Linked DNA regions of Sus scrofa: all the other regions are linked to region 1. Evidence: chromatin contacts called from public HiChIP or PLAC-seq and promoter capture Hi-C data. All regions are on one chromosome and are shown on one strand. The core of a region is the stretch at or near the end of the contact, and the rest is flanking DNA. Distances in the headings are between cores, read along the strand shown. Region 1 holds the start of KEAP1 (kelch-like ECH-associated protein 1). Region 2 overlaps SLC44A2 (choline transporter-like protein 2). Region 3 holds the start of ILF3 (interleukin enhancer-binding factor 3).

What was found. Promoter capture Hi-C pulls out the DNA fragments that hold promoters and counts their contacts. HiChIP or PLAC-seq counts read pairs in DNA pulled down with a chosen protein or histone mark.
Region 2: a contact with region 1 is called in an H3K27ac HiChIP or PLAC-seq map of alveolar macrophages. The contact joins the enhancer-like site here to the promoter of KEAP1 in region 1. A contact is called at or near these places in 11 of 47 Hi-C or Micro-C datasets (alveolar macrophages, blood, embryonic fibroblasts and 6 more) and 1 of 2 datasets of contacts at active chromatin or transcription factors (alveolar macrophages).
Region 3: a promoter capture Hi-C map of liver shows a contact between it and region 1, with 3 times the contacts expected there. The contact joins the promoter of ILF3 here to the promoter of KEAP1 in region 1. A contact is called at or near these places in 2 of 5 promoter capture datasets (fetal liver and liver), 11 of 47 Hi-C or Micro-C datasets (alveolar macrophages, blood, embryonic fibroblasts and 6 more) and 1 of 2 datasets of contacts at active chromatin or transcription factors (alveolar macrophages).

What each region holds. Positions count from the first base shown.
Region 1 is chr2:69,286,930-69,290,899 of Sscrofa11.1, forward strand. KEAP1 (kelch-like ECH-associated protein 1) reads right to left here and starts at 2,580. Exons shown (of 6, transcript NM_001114671.1): 1 at 2,470-2,580; 2 at 132-817. The coding sequence starts at 770.
Region 2 is chr2:69,394,825-69,399,186 of Sscrofa11.1, forward strand. It overlaps SLC44A2 (choline transporter-like protein 2), which reads left to right. Exons shown (of 22, transcript XM_021083792.1): 17 at 1-52; 18 at 158-231; 19 at 323-393; 20 at 568-656; 21 at 1,979-2,063; 22 at 2,949-4,257. The coding sequence ends at 3,055. Among named protein-coding and RNA genes, the nearest start is that of ILF3, 17 kb to the right of the region's middle. Within about 2 kb of position 1,792, at least 20 of the 83 cell types and tissues checked have an H3K27ac peak or open chromatin away from gene starts, as enhancers often do. A contact at or near this core is called in alveolar macrophages, fetal liver and omental adipose tissue, where this site is marked.
Region 3 is chr2:69,411,268-69,415,334 of Sscrofa11.1, forward strand. ILF3 (interleukin enhancer-binding factor 3) reads left to right here and starts at 2,608. Exons shown (of 20, transcript XM_021083797.1): 1 at 2,608-2,881.

The sequences.
Region 1 (3,970 bases), core at 1,330-3,829:
TCAGAACCCCATTTTTCTCCAGCTCCTTGCCTTGACCTTTCACATCTCAAAAAGAAATGAGCTCCCATCTGTCCTTGGTTCTTCAGACACTGCTCCCAAGCCCTGGATCCATGTCAATTGCCCTCACTCACCTCCCCAAAGTGCATGTAGATGTACTCTCGGGCACGCTGGTGTAGCTCGGCACAGCCAATCTGCTCGGCGAAGTTGGCAATGCCAATGGCATTGCTGGGGTCCAGCTGCTGCACCAGGAAGTCGCTGCAGGCACGGACCACACTGTCAATCTGGTACATGACAGCACCATTCATGACATGGAGCACACACTTCTCACCCATGGAGATGGAGGCCGTGTAAGCGAACTCGATGAGGCGCTCCATGACCTTAGGGTGGATCCCCTCAATGGACACTACCTCCATGCCCTGCTCCCGCAGCCCGTTGGTGAACATAGCCTTGAAGACAGGGCTGGATGAAGCCAGCACCACCTTGTGGGCCATGAACTGGGCAGCTGGTGCATCCTCGTACTTGACCTGCAGCGTAACATCGCATAGCTGTTGGCTGAGCCGCAGTTCATTCATGATGCCAAAGGCTTGCTTGGTGTGGTCCTCCAGCGTGTAGCTAAAGGTGCGGTTGCCGTGCTGCGAGGGGGTCACCTCAGCCTTGCACTCCGTGGAGGCGTACATCACCGTGTCCCCTGCCCCTTCGGGGCGCTGTGACCTCAGGGGCAGAAATTGGGTGTGTGCCCCAGCCCCACTAGGCCTGGGTTCCGGTTGCATGGGGTTCCAGATGACAAGGGACAACACCACCACTGGCACTCAGAGGCCTGGAGGAGGGAGAGCACAGGGCTGCGGGCAGGGCCTGGGGCCAAGCCTTTTCTAAAATAAAGCAACTCCTAGACCAGTTTTCCTTCCCAAGCCCAGGTGAAGCAGTGTCCATCTGTGCTAACTGCCCAATGGCCTCACCAGCCCAAGGGTCCACCTTATATCATAGGTCAGATGATGTCCCTCCCCTGCCAGAATCCCCCCCACACTGCCCCCCGCCAAGCCCTGTGGCACAGAGTAAAACCAAACTCTTCAATGGCTGGCAAAGCCCTTCACAATCAGCTCCTGTCCACCTGTCCCCTTTGCTCATTCTGTTCCAGTTATCTGATGGTCCTTCCCTTCCTAGGGCATATCCATCTCCTTCCTTCATTCACCTCACCAACATTTATTGAGCATCTACTGTGGACCACTACCAGGCACAGTTCTAGACACCAGGGACACAGCAGTGAGTAAGACTGACATACACTGTGCTCCCTTAGAGCTGACACTTGGGAATGGAGGAGCCATAAGTAAAATAAGCAAGACTTGAGCAAAAATTGAGGCTTTGAAGGAAATGACAGCACATTGTGATAGTGTGACTTGAGGGCAGTTACTTTAACTCAGGTATTCCAGGCCTCTGTTGGTGCTGAGACAAGAGGGGTGAACATATGAAGGAGGTGGGGGTGGGATGAGAGTTTTCTAGGCAGAGAGAGAGCAAGTGCAAAGGCTCAGAGGCAGAATGACAGGCAATCTGAAAAATCGGTAAGGAGTATAATGAGCATAATGACTATTGAAGGGTTTCCAAGAAACCTGTGGAGACTCGACAGCCAGGGCAGGAGCTGTGTTTTGAAAAGTCCTTCAGGGAGGAGGGAATCTGCAAGAGGCTCCCCAAGTTTCTCTAACTCATCTTTCCCTGGGCTCAACTCAGTCACCTCCTCCCTGCTTTATTTCCATCACAGCACTTGTCAAGAATTGAAATGAGCTCCTTTGCTTCCTCCTTGAAGGATGGCCCATCCGTCTGGCCCTGAGCCCCCAGGTTTCTGAGGACAGGTAGCCCTGTGTAGGTCAGGGCTGTGCCCATCCTCTCCTGTGCCTCTCTGCCTGGGATCTGGCACCGTGCAGGGGTCAATGAGCTATGGCTGGCTGACTGCCCACTCCAGTGTGCCTGCCAGATCACCCTCCTCCACCGGGCCATGGCCGCCTCTCCCCAGCTGAGGCCCAGGCCGGCCTCTTGGTCATGGGCCAATCGGCCAACGGTGCCCCCTGGGCCCTGGGCACTCCCCCGCCACCCCCATGAAGCGGTAAGTGGGAGACTGCGCATGTCCTGCCTGAGCTGCCAAGGCCTGGAAAAGGGAGGAAGTGACCCCGCCGCCGCCTCTCCACTGCCAGCCCCAGGGCGAAGACCAAGCCCCCCAACGTCCCGGAATCCCCCGGCCTTGGTCGGAGCGGCGCTCCCTGGGCCCTTGGCTCGGTTTGCGTCGCTCTCGGGCCACCCCGCGAGTTGCGCCGTCCAACAAAAGGCTCCGACTCGAACCGCACCCTTCTGGCCTCCGCGGAGCCGCGGGAACCCCGAGGCGACCGGCCCGCAACGCGCAGTTCTCCGGCCCCCAGGCACGGCCGCAGGGCACTCACGGCCCACGGTACCCGCCGCCCGGGCGCAGGCCGCCTCACTCACCCCGCCATGGCCGCTCTCGGGCTCCGCCTCCGTCGCCCAGGCCCAGGCGCCTCCATCGCAGCGTGCAGGGGGGAGGTGCGGAACGCGCGCAGGTCACCATGACTAAGCAGAGCCGGGCGCCGGCCGTGTCAGAATAAAAGTCCCGGCGGCCCCCGGCCTCCTCGAGCGGCGGGGACAGCGGAGGGGCCGCTCCCCACCCCACCCCGCCCACGCTAGCTGTCGCCCAGCTGCGCAGCCTCAGCGCGGCGACCACAGCGGTCTTTGCGACGGGGCCAATGACCGCAGCGCTCGGCGCTCCCAAACTCGTGGTAGGAGCCGCAGAGAATCAGAGCCCCAGGTTCGAGGCCCAGCCCGTCCCCGCACCAGGGATCAGTGGGCATCCCTCACCACCGCCGACCTGCCGCCGCGCTCACCTGGGTCGTCGCGTAGCCTCTGCCGCTCTCCCTACGAGGTGGGGAAGCCTGGGCTCCGCGGCGGCTCTGGGGCACCGTGGTGCCACCCGCTCACCGAGCTTCCGGGAAGCCCTAAGGGCCTCGGCCCGGCCGGGGGCGGCTCTCGACTAATTTTCCTTGTGAGAGGCCCGCGGGCGCTTCCGCCGTCGCGGGGGGGCCTTGGTTCTGGGGTGGCTCAGCCTTCGGGGTCGCGGCCGTCGAGTGGGGGGGCAGCCTCAGGACGCCCGGGAAGGAGGCGGGGAGAGGGCGGAGAGGGCGCGGCGGGGAAGGAGTCTCGATTCCCCGCCCTTCCCGCAGGTGCCTCGGCGCCCGTGGGCATAGAGCTGGGCATCGGGCGAGGGATCACCGCGAAGCCTATCTGGCCGGTACCCCCCTCGCAGTCCCCTCCATCCGCCTAGTTTTGTCGATTTCTGTGCGTGTCTGCTGTCCACGACCTGCTCTTCTTTGTCCCTTTAACTTCACAGGGCGCGGGCCTCACATTAAGGCAGCGCAGGATCCAGTTAGAATTGTCTACCCACTTGAATTTTCATTGTCTTTATTTTTTAGTTATCGCCAATCTGAAAGAGCGTGAAGCTCTCGGGAAGAGATACGAACTCCAGCTCTGCCACTCTAGCTCTGTGCGGGTGGGCCTGTAGCTTAATTAACCTCTCCAGGCTTCAGTTTCCTCGCTATAAGAATGTTAACAATAAAAGCACCTACCTGCTAGGTTATCTGGAATACTAAATAAGAACACTTGCGCCCAATAAAATATGGATTTTTATTCTTCATGGCAAGTGATACTGATTTACCACTTATGCTGTCTGTGATATAAAGGTAACTTCAATAAATGCATTAAAAATTTTTTTAAGAGTACATCTATATGAAAACTTAAGTGAGAAGTTCCTGTCCTGGCTCAGCGGAACCGAATCTGACTAGCACCCATGAGGACGCAGGTTCGATCCCTGGCCTTGGTCAGTGGGTTGCAGATCCTGGGTTGTCTTGAGCTGTGGTGTAGGTCACAGATGCCACTCAGATCTGACATTGCTGTGGCTGTGGTGTAGGCCAGCGGC
Region 2 (4,362 bases), core at 542-3,041, 110 kb after region 1:
CTGGTGCCTGGAGAAATTCATCAAATTCCTCAACAGGAATGCCTACATCATGGTGAGTAGGCTTGGGATCAGGAACTAACCCACGAGATCCTGTGGGGTGGAGAAGCCCTCATGCCCCACCCGAAGGGCCTGATCCATCCCTCCCACTTCCCTCCAGATTGCCATCTACGGCACCAACTTCTGCACCTCGGCCAGAAACGCCTTCTTCCTGCTCATGAGAAACATCATCAGGTCAGGGAAAACACCATTCTTCTGGCCTCCTCTCTCCTCCCCTGTGGCCCTGAGCCAGCATTCACGCCTGCCTCTTTACTGTCCCCTGCAGAGTGGCTGTCCTGGACAAAGTTACCGACTTCCTCTTCCTGTTGGGCAAACTTCTGATTGTGGGTAGCGTGGGTGAGTGCTACTCATCCAGCCTGCCCAGTTGTGGGGAGCCTGTTGGGGGCCACTTGAGAACCGCTGTTGGGCCCCCATATCTCCTGTGATATGTTCTCTTCCTTAGGGTATTTTTGGGGGTGCTCCCTTCTTTATCCAGAACCTTCTCCATCTTGATTTCCTTCCTCTTTCCAGGGATCCTAGCTTTCTTCTTCTTCACCCACCGAATCAGGATCGTGCAGGACACAGCACCACCCCTCAATTATTACTGGGTGCCTATACTGGTACGAACCTTTGGTGACAGACAGGTTGGGGAGAAGATGTTGGGACTTGCCTGGGCTCCTTTGGACAGATGTGCATGGGAGTCGGAGGTGGGGAATTGATGATTAACTCAGGCCACAAACACTTATTTAGTACCAACTGTGTTCTAGGCATGAAGTGGGAGGGCTTCCCTTTAAAGGCCTCACAGTTTAGTAGTAAAGGATGTTAATCAATAATGATGTGGGTGAGGAGTTCCCTGGTGGCTCAGCAGGTTAAGGACCTGGCATTGTCGCTGCTGTGGTTCAGGTCGCTGGTATGGCTGTGTGGCTCAGGTTCAATCCCTGGCCTAGGAACTTCTGCATGCTGTAGACACAACCAAAAAAAAAAAAAAAGTATCACTTTGGGGGTTTTTTGTTTGTTTTTTAATTTTTGGCCACCCCATGGCCTATGGAGTTTCTGGGCCAGGGATCAGATCCAAGCCGCAGTTGCAACTTACACCACAACTGCAGCAACACTGGATCCTTTAACCCACTGTGCCAGACTGGGGATCAAACCTGTGTCCTGGCGCTGCAGAGATGCTGCTGATCCGTTGCACCCCAGCAGGAACTCCAGTATCACTTTGTTTTTAAAAAAAAAAAAAAAAATGATGCGGGTGGATGCATGATTGCAAACTTATATGTGTCACAGAGCAGAATTACAGGGAACCAACTGTTTCTGGTGGAGGATTTGGGCAGGTGTGGGAGTTCAGAGGGCTTCACTGTGGAGGTGGGTCACATCTGAGGTCTAAAGGAGATGCAGGCAACATCCAGGCAGAGGGAACAAGAACGGAGGCGCTGAGGCAGGACTATTCCAGGAACAATGAGCCAATCACTCTGGCTGGTGTGAGGGAGTGACGTGGAGAGGGGTGGCGATAAGGGCCTTGGCAGAGTTATGTCATCACCCTAAGAGCCGTGCAGTATCAGGGCAGGCCTTGGGGCCCAGTGTCCTAGATCTTTATCTTCCTCCTCTCCTTGCTAGTTTGAAGATGAGTGACTTTGGGCAAGTTAATTTAATCTCTAAAGTCCACTCGCTTCAGTTGCTCAGTGTTTATCAGGTATCTCCCACGGCCCTGCGAGTCTCCAGATTGCTGGGAATATAGTGATAAGTGAGTGAGTCAGACAGTCTAGTAGGGATGTGGGTAGTAACCTGTCTTGCCCTGGATGTGCGTTGAATTGTACAGAGGCCTCAGAGCAGAGACTCATCAGCAGGGAAATGGCATGACCCCAGCCTGGGAGAGATGTGGTGGTGGGTGTGGGTTGCCCTAGGTAAGAGCTGGAGTGGAAATGGCTCATCTGTCTTTGCCCAGACGGTAATCGTTGGCTCCTACCTGATTGCCCATGGCTTCTTCAGCGTCTACGGCATGTGTGTGGACACGCTGTTCCTCTGCTTCTGTGAGTGACCCCTCACTTGGCGGGACCCCGACTCCCTCCCCCACTCTGGGCAGACCATCTCCCTCCCCTGGGGCTGCACATTTGCCTGCCCAGCACCCCCCACCCCGGGGCCCCGGCTCAGCACCCCCTCGGCTCCCTCCTGCACTCAGAGTTTCAGAGCTGCTCCATTCTGTTGTCCCCTGGTTCAGGCTGCAGCTGGGACGCTCTGCCCCTGGGCCCTCAGCTTTGGAGTTTCTGGCTTTGTTGGGGGGGGGGCGGGGGGATCTGTGGCTGCCACTAACTCTGGTCTCTCCATCTGTCTGTTTGTGTTTGTTTTCTCTCTTTTCTCTTCCTCTCCTCATGCCTGCTGGCTTCCCTGTTCTTCCCTGCCTCCTTTCCCCCACCCTTCCTGACTCTCCCATTTCCCGCCTGCTGGTTCCTGGGGGGAGCCCAGGTGAGGACCTGGAAAGGAATGACGGCTCTCAGGAGCGACCCTACTTCATGTCGCCCGAGCTGAGAGACATCCTGTTGAAGGGGAGTGCGGAGGAGGGGAAGCGGGCCGAAGTTGAGGAGTAGAGCTGGAGGCTGGCTTGGGAGCCAGGCAGGCCTCCTCGTTTCCTCCCTGTAGACTGGGGGTGCATGCGGGGCTTTGGGCCTGGGAGTGGGGAGCGTGTGTGTGTGTGTGTGTGTGTGTGTGTGTGTGTGTGTGTGTGTGTGTGTGTGTGTGTCTTGTTCCCATCCCACTACAGTCCATCCCCTCCAGTCCCAGTGTGTCTTGCTTCCTAACCCTCTAAGGCTTCTCTGTGGCCCCTGCCTGCCTGCCCTGTCCCCTCCCTGTCTCCCCCCCACAAGGCCCCTGCCCTTGGGCTTCCCTCATACCACCTGCTCTGGGGCCTCTCTCCGCAGTGGAGGACCTGGAGAGGAACGATGGCTCGATGGAGAGGCCTTACTTCATGTCTCCCACCCTCAAGAGGCTTTTGAACAAGACCAACAGGAAGCCGGCTGAGTCCTAAAGGCCCGGCCCCTGCCCCCCCACCTCCCTGAAAGTCTCACAGTGGGTGCTCGGCAGCTGTGGGTCAGAATCCCTAGCCCATCGGGCTGACCTGAAGTCCTATCACTGCCACCCTCTTCCAGCCCCGCATCATCCAGTCACCACCCATTTCTGGGAAGCTGGAGGATTGGGGGCATCCCATCCCTATACCAAGGGCCAGTCTGTTTTCACAGGGCAGCCCCCCAAGACTGCACAGTGAGTCTTTCCAGCCTCCCCTGGCCCGGATGAGAAGCGCAGCGAGGCTTCTTGATGGCTGGCAGGCGAGAGAACCCGGCCTCTGTGGGCTGTCCTCCATCGCCTGTCCCCCTTTTAGGACAGGACAGCATCTGTGTATGCAGAAGCGGTGACCACAGCAAGGCTACCACCATTCACTTTGTGTCTGCTCCGGCCAGAATGCCAGGACCCTTCTCCAGGGCTGAACAACTGGCCACCGGCCACTCCAGGCATTTCTTCGTTAATATTTTTTTAACCTGGATGTGCATTAAAGGATCTGTTAGCTTTTTTTCTGTCCGTCTTCACGACTGAGATGGGTCTGCTAAGGAATGCTTTTCTGCTTTCTCGTGTCCACTCCTTGGGTGTGGCTGGGGTGGGAGTGTGCGCACCCAGGTTGGGGTGTTTCCTGGCAGGGGAGACAGTAGTAGGCTGTGTTGATGGGAGAAGGGGGAGGGAAGCTGTCAGGGGAGGTTGCCTGGGAGCAGGCTGGTGTGGGGCAGGAGGGAGGAGGTGGCTAGCAGCAGCTTAATGGAAACCGGCTGCCTGGCAGGCTGGCTGGTGGGGTTGGGCCGAATTTCTCTCCTTTCTCTGCCAGTTATTGACACAGCTCTCTTTGTGAGAGAGAAAAGAACTGAATCCACCCAAGGGACAATTTCAGATGAAAGGGGGGTGGGAATAGGGCCAGATGCCCTGGGCAAATGGGGGGGGGGCCCTTCTGCCCAGTCACCTCACCTTGAGGATCCTTTTGCCAAATTTGTTGAACTCAGGGGAACTGGTGTCCTGGTTCCCCCTTCGCCATCTCCCAAGGCCCTGGATCCGGGATCCCAGAGAGGGAGAAACCCCAGCCTAGGGTTTCTTTCTCCTGTGCCTGCCACCCCCTTCCCTGTGCTGTCCTCACAGCCCTACATGTAACTGCATTCCAACCACTAATAAAGTGCCTATTGTACAGAGCCTGGGCCTGGAGTGTTTGTCGGGGGAGTGGGAGGCTGGTAGGAGGAACCCCAGCTTCAAAAGCCCCGGGATCCTCTGAACCCTAGCAACTTTCCCCAGGGGAAG
Region 3 (4,067 bases), core at 1,358-3,857, 120 kb after region 1:
CCAGTTAAACATCCCGTCACTTGTCATGGGATGTTTCTTTACAACTTCTCTCTACCCCCTACCCCAAACCATTACTCACATTGCTAAGGGGACTGCCTCCCCCAACCCCTGAATACTGACTTAGCCCAAGAACAAATCTGTGATAAAAATGGAAACTACCCCTTTTCTTATAACCAGCTGCTCCCTAAGCAGGGAGGCTGAATTCTCTCAGTGCTCCTGGCCAGTATGTTCATCAATGAAACCGGCTTGAAATATCAGTGCTCTGGCCTCCTGCCTCTTGATTTTCTGCTCTAATAGGGAGGAATTCCTATTGTGGTCCAGCAGGTTAGGAACCTGACTAGTGTCCATGAGGATATGGGTTTGCTTCCTGCCTCCTTTCAGTGGGTTAAGGATCCGTGTTTGCCTTGAGGTGTGGTGTAGGTAGCATATGCTGATCAGATCTGGTGTTGCTCTGGCTGTGGGGTAGGCCAGTGGCTATGGCTGGAATTAGTCCCCTAGCCTGGGAACCTCCGCGTGCAGCTACTGTGGCCCTAAAAAAGCACACACACAAAGTTGGGAAGCCATAGGTAAGACAGCATGGACTCATTCTGTGATAATCTGTGACCACATTTTTACACCTTACTTTGTCTTTTCTAGGGCCACACCGCCGGCATATGGAGGTTCCCAGACTAGGGGTGTAATCCGAGCAGCTGCTGGCCTATGGCACAGCCACAGCAACACCAGATCTGAGCCGCGTCTGTGACCTACACCACAGCTTACGGCAACGCTAGATCCTTAACCCACTGAGCGAGGCCAGGGATCTAACTCGCAACTTCACGACTTCTAGTCGGGTTCGTTAACTACTGCGCCTCGATGGGAACTCCGTATCTAAAAAAAAAAAAAAAAAAAAAAAAAACCCAACTATAATCTTGGGGCTTTTTTTTTTTTTTTTTTGTCTTCTTGCCATTTCTTGAGCTGCTCCCGCGGCATATGGAGGTTCCCAGGCTAGGGGTCGAATCGGAGATGTGGCTGCCAGCCTGCACCAGAGCCACAGCAACGCGGGATCCGAGCCGTGTCTGTGACCCACACCACAGCTCACAGCAACGCCAGATCGTTAACCCACTGAGCAAGAGCAGGGATAGAACCTGCAACCTCATGGTTCCTAGTCGGATTCCTTAACCACTGCGCCACAACAGGAACTCCATTGGGGCATATGTTTTGTGCAAAGAATTGTACCAGGTGCTTTTAAGGAAAAAAAAAAATCATATTTTGTAGATAATGCAAGAGAAGCTCAGGGAGGTGCACTAGTCTTGATTATACAGAGACCCAAACTTAGGGCGACCCTGGATCTTGCATTTTCTTAAAAATTTTTTTGGTTTTTTTTAGGGTTGCAGCCAGGCATATGGAAGCTCCCAGGAAGGTCTAACCGGAGCTGTAGCTACTGGCCTATGCCACAGCCACGCCAGAACAGGACCCCTCTGCGACCTAAACCGCAGCTCAGGGCAACTCGGGATCTTTAACCCACTGAGGAGGCCAGGGATCAAACCTGAGTCCTCATGGATGCTAGTCGGATTAATTTCCACTGAGCCGAGATGGGAACTCGGGATCTTGCATTCTTAAACTAGCTACACTATTCCTGCTTCTGCAAAAAAGATTTATTTAGGCCGTTAAGTCCTGAACTACTTGCCTCCGAATCTCAGCAATGTCTCTATCACTTGTCTACCAACGCCTGACTGATCCTGATTCTGGAAGAAAGCAGGACTTAGCTTAGGCATAGATTGTACACTGAGGATCTGAGGCTCCCAAGAGGATGCAACAACACCAGGATCGTAAAGTGATGACGCTCGGTCCCCCATGCCTTTACTTATGACCCCGACCTCCCCGCCAAGATGTGGCTGGCCAAGTGTCTCAGTCCAAGTCCCAGATTTCCCGCAAAAGACAGTGAGGCCTTCAGTCGGGTCTTTTTCTGGATCGGGCCTCAATTTCTTCATCTGTGAATGGGGGACTGGAAGATTCTGACCAACTGGGCTCTGCCCTTCAGAGGCTCCGGGCCGGGTAGTTTAGCGGGGCGCTACCCGTGAAAAAGTTTCAACACCAAAGACCCGGATGCCGAAGCAGCAACGAGGAGTTCTGTCCGACCTTTCCTCACACACACAGCTCGAGTCTGCTCGGCCTCTCGTGGAAAAAGCAGGCAGTGGGAAGGAAGTGCCACCGTACCGCTTCAGTAGCAGAGCGAACCTCTTCTAGCAACACCAGCCACCATGAGGACGCTCAAGAGCCAGCCTCTCTGACCGTTTCCGCCAACGTACTCCTGGCGACGGGCGTAAGATGGCGGCCGCGCAAGCGCATAAACTAGGAGACCAGGGAGGCTCCGCCCCTCCCTCGGCCTCACGTGGTAATGGCCGCTCAAAAACCGCAATTGAAAAAAAGAAAGGCAATGTTGTCACATGAAACAGGCCTACCAATACCGCAAAGGCAAGGAGCAAAAGTCCTTATCACATGGCCAAGGAGATCTCCGAATTTGCCACTGTCACATGATCAAGCAAAGGCGTGGAAAGAGGAGGAAAACGTCCCGACGCCACGTAACGTCTTACGGTTCTGTCACGTGACCAGGGCCCGCCTTCTTTTCTCTGTTCCTCCCTCCCTGCCTCTCCCGCTGGGCCTGCGTCGAGCGGTAACGAGGCGGCAGGGGGCGTGGCTCCGCCCGGTCACGTGGTTCCGCACCTCCCTAGCGCGCGCCCGCCCGCCAGCTCGTCCCCGGCCCCGGCTCCTCCTCCTCCTCTTCTCGCCATTGCAGTTGGACTCAGCAGCCCGGTGCGTACCGCGTGGCTTTTTGGGGAAGACCGAGGCGGGCTGTGGCCGGAGGGCGGTGGTTGCTGTCGAGGAAAGGGACCCAGACGAGGTAAGCGTCAATGTGGCGGCGGCCGGGCCCGCTCCCGCCTTTCCCCCTCCCCCCGTTCTCTCCTCAGCGCGGGCTCGGGTGAGGAGTTGCGGAGATAAGGCCTGAGGCGCCTTGTGTTCCCTGCTTTCGTTTGGTTCTCTCGCCCCAGTGCCTGGCTCCTTCCTCCTTTGCTAGCCTACCTCCCGCGCTCGGCCGTTACTCTCCCCCATTGTGCCGAGGAGACAAAATGGCGGCGGCGGCGAGGGCCCGGTGCGCGCGCATCCGCCCCCCCCTTCGCGGCCCCTCGGCCGGCGGTGGCGCCTCTCGCGGGGGTGCGCGCGCACTGGGCCCCCGGCTGCCGCCTCCCCCGGGTCGGGCTTTGTCTGTTGGGGCGCCACGCGCGCACACGCGCACGTGCGGTGAGCACACACCCCCCTCCGACTGGAAGCATCCTGCCCCGCGGAGCAGGGGCTACCCCCCCACCTCTTCTCTTTGTCCCATTCCGGTCCCGGGTTCCAGGAGAGTCCCAGGTTCTCGAGGCGGGAAACATCGCCTCCTTTGTCTTTTCGTGGAGCGGAGAGGCAGACCCCCTCCCTGGAACCCCGTCCTTAAGTGGATTGCAGAGGAGGTCTTTGTGGGTTCATGGGGTTTTTAAATCTCTGGTTAGGCTGGCCTCCCCCAGATCCGGATCCAGAATTGCTAAAAGGTTTATTTTAAGCTTTCACTTCATTTATTTTAGATGTTTCATTGATGTTGAATTTTTTCCCGATTCTCCCTCAAAATGGTGATCAGATGTGATATTTGGGTGCCCTGTGATCTTCCAGATTGAGACCCAAACATGAGCGCTTAAAATTCTTTTCTAGCTTACTTCCTCAAGTTGTTGAGTGACTGAGATTCTTGGGGTTGCTTTAGAGGTTTTGCCCTGGGCAGTTCTTCGCCTGGGGATATTATTTGGGATGTTTAAGGATCAACATGCTCTTGCCCAGTTCAGTGTCTAAACTTGGGGAGAGTAAGCCGTCTCTTCTCAATATTTCCAAAATTGATTGAAAATTGTTTGGCATCCTGCCTAGGGGACTTGACAGATCAGCAAGGAAGCATCATTACTTTTCCTGGACTCAGGTATTTCAGTGATTCTGAATCTTTTTATGATTGTTTAGCGTTCTAATGTCTCTAAAATGAGCGGTCTGGTGGCATATTTGGGGTCCAT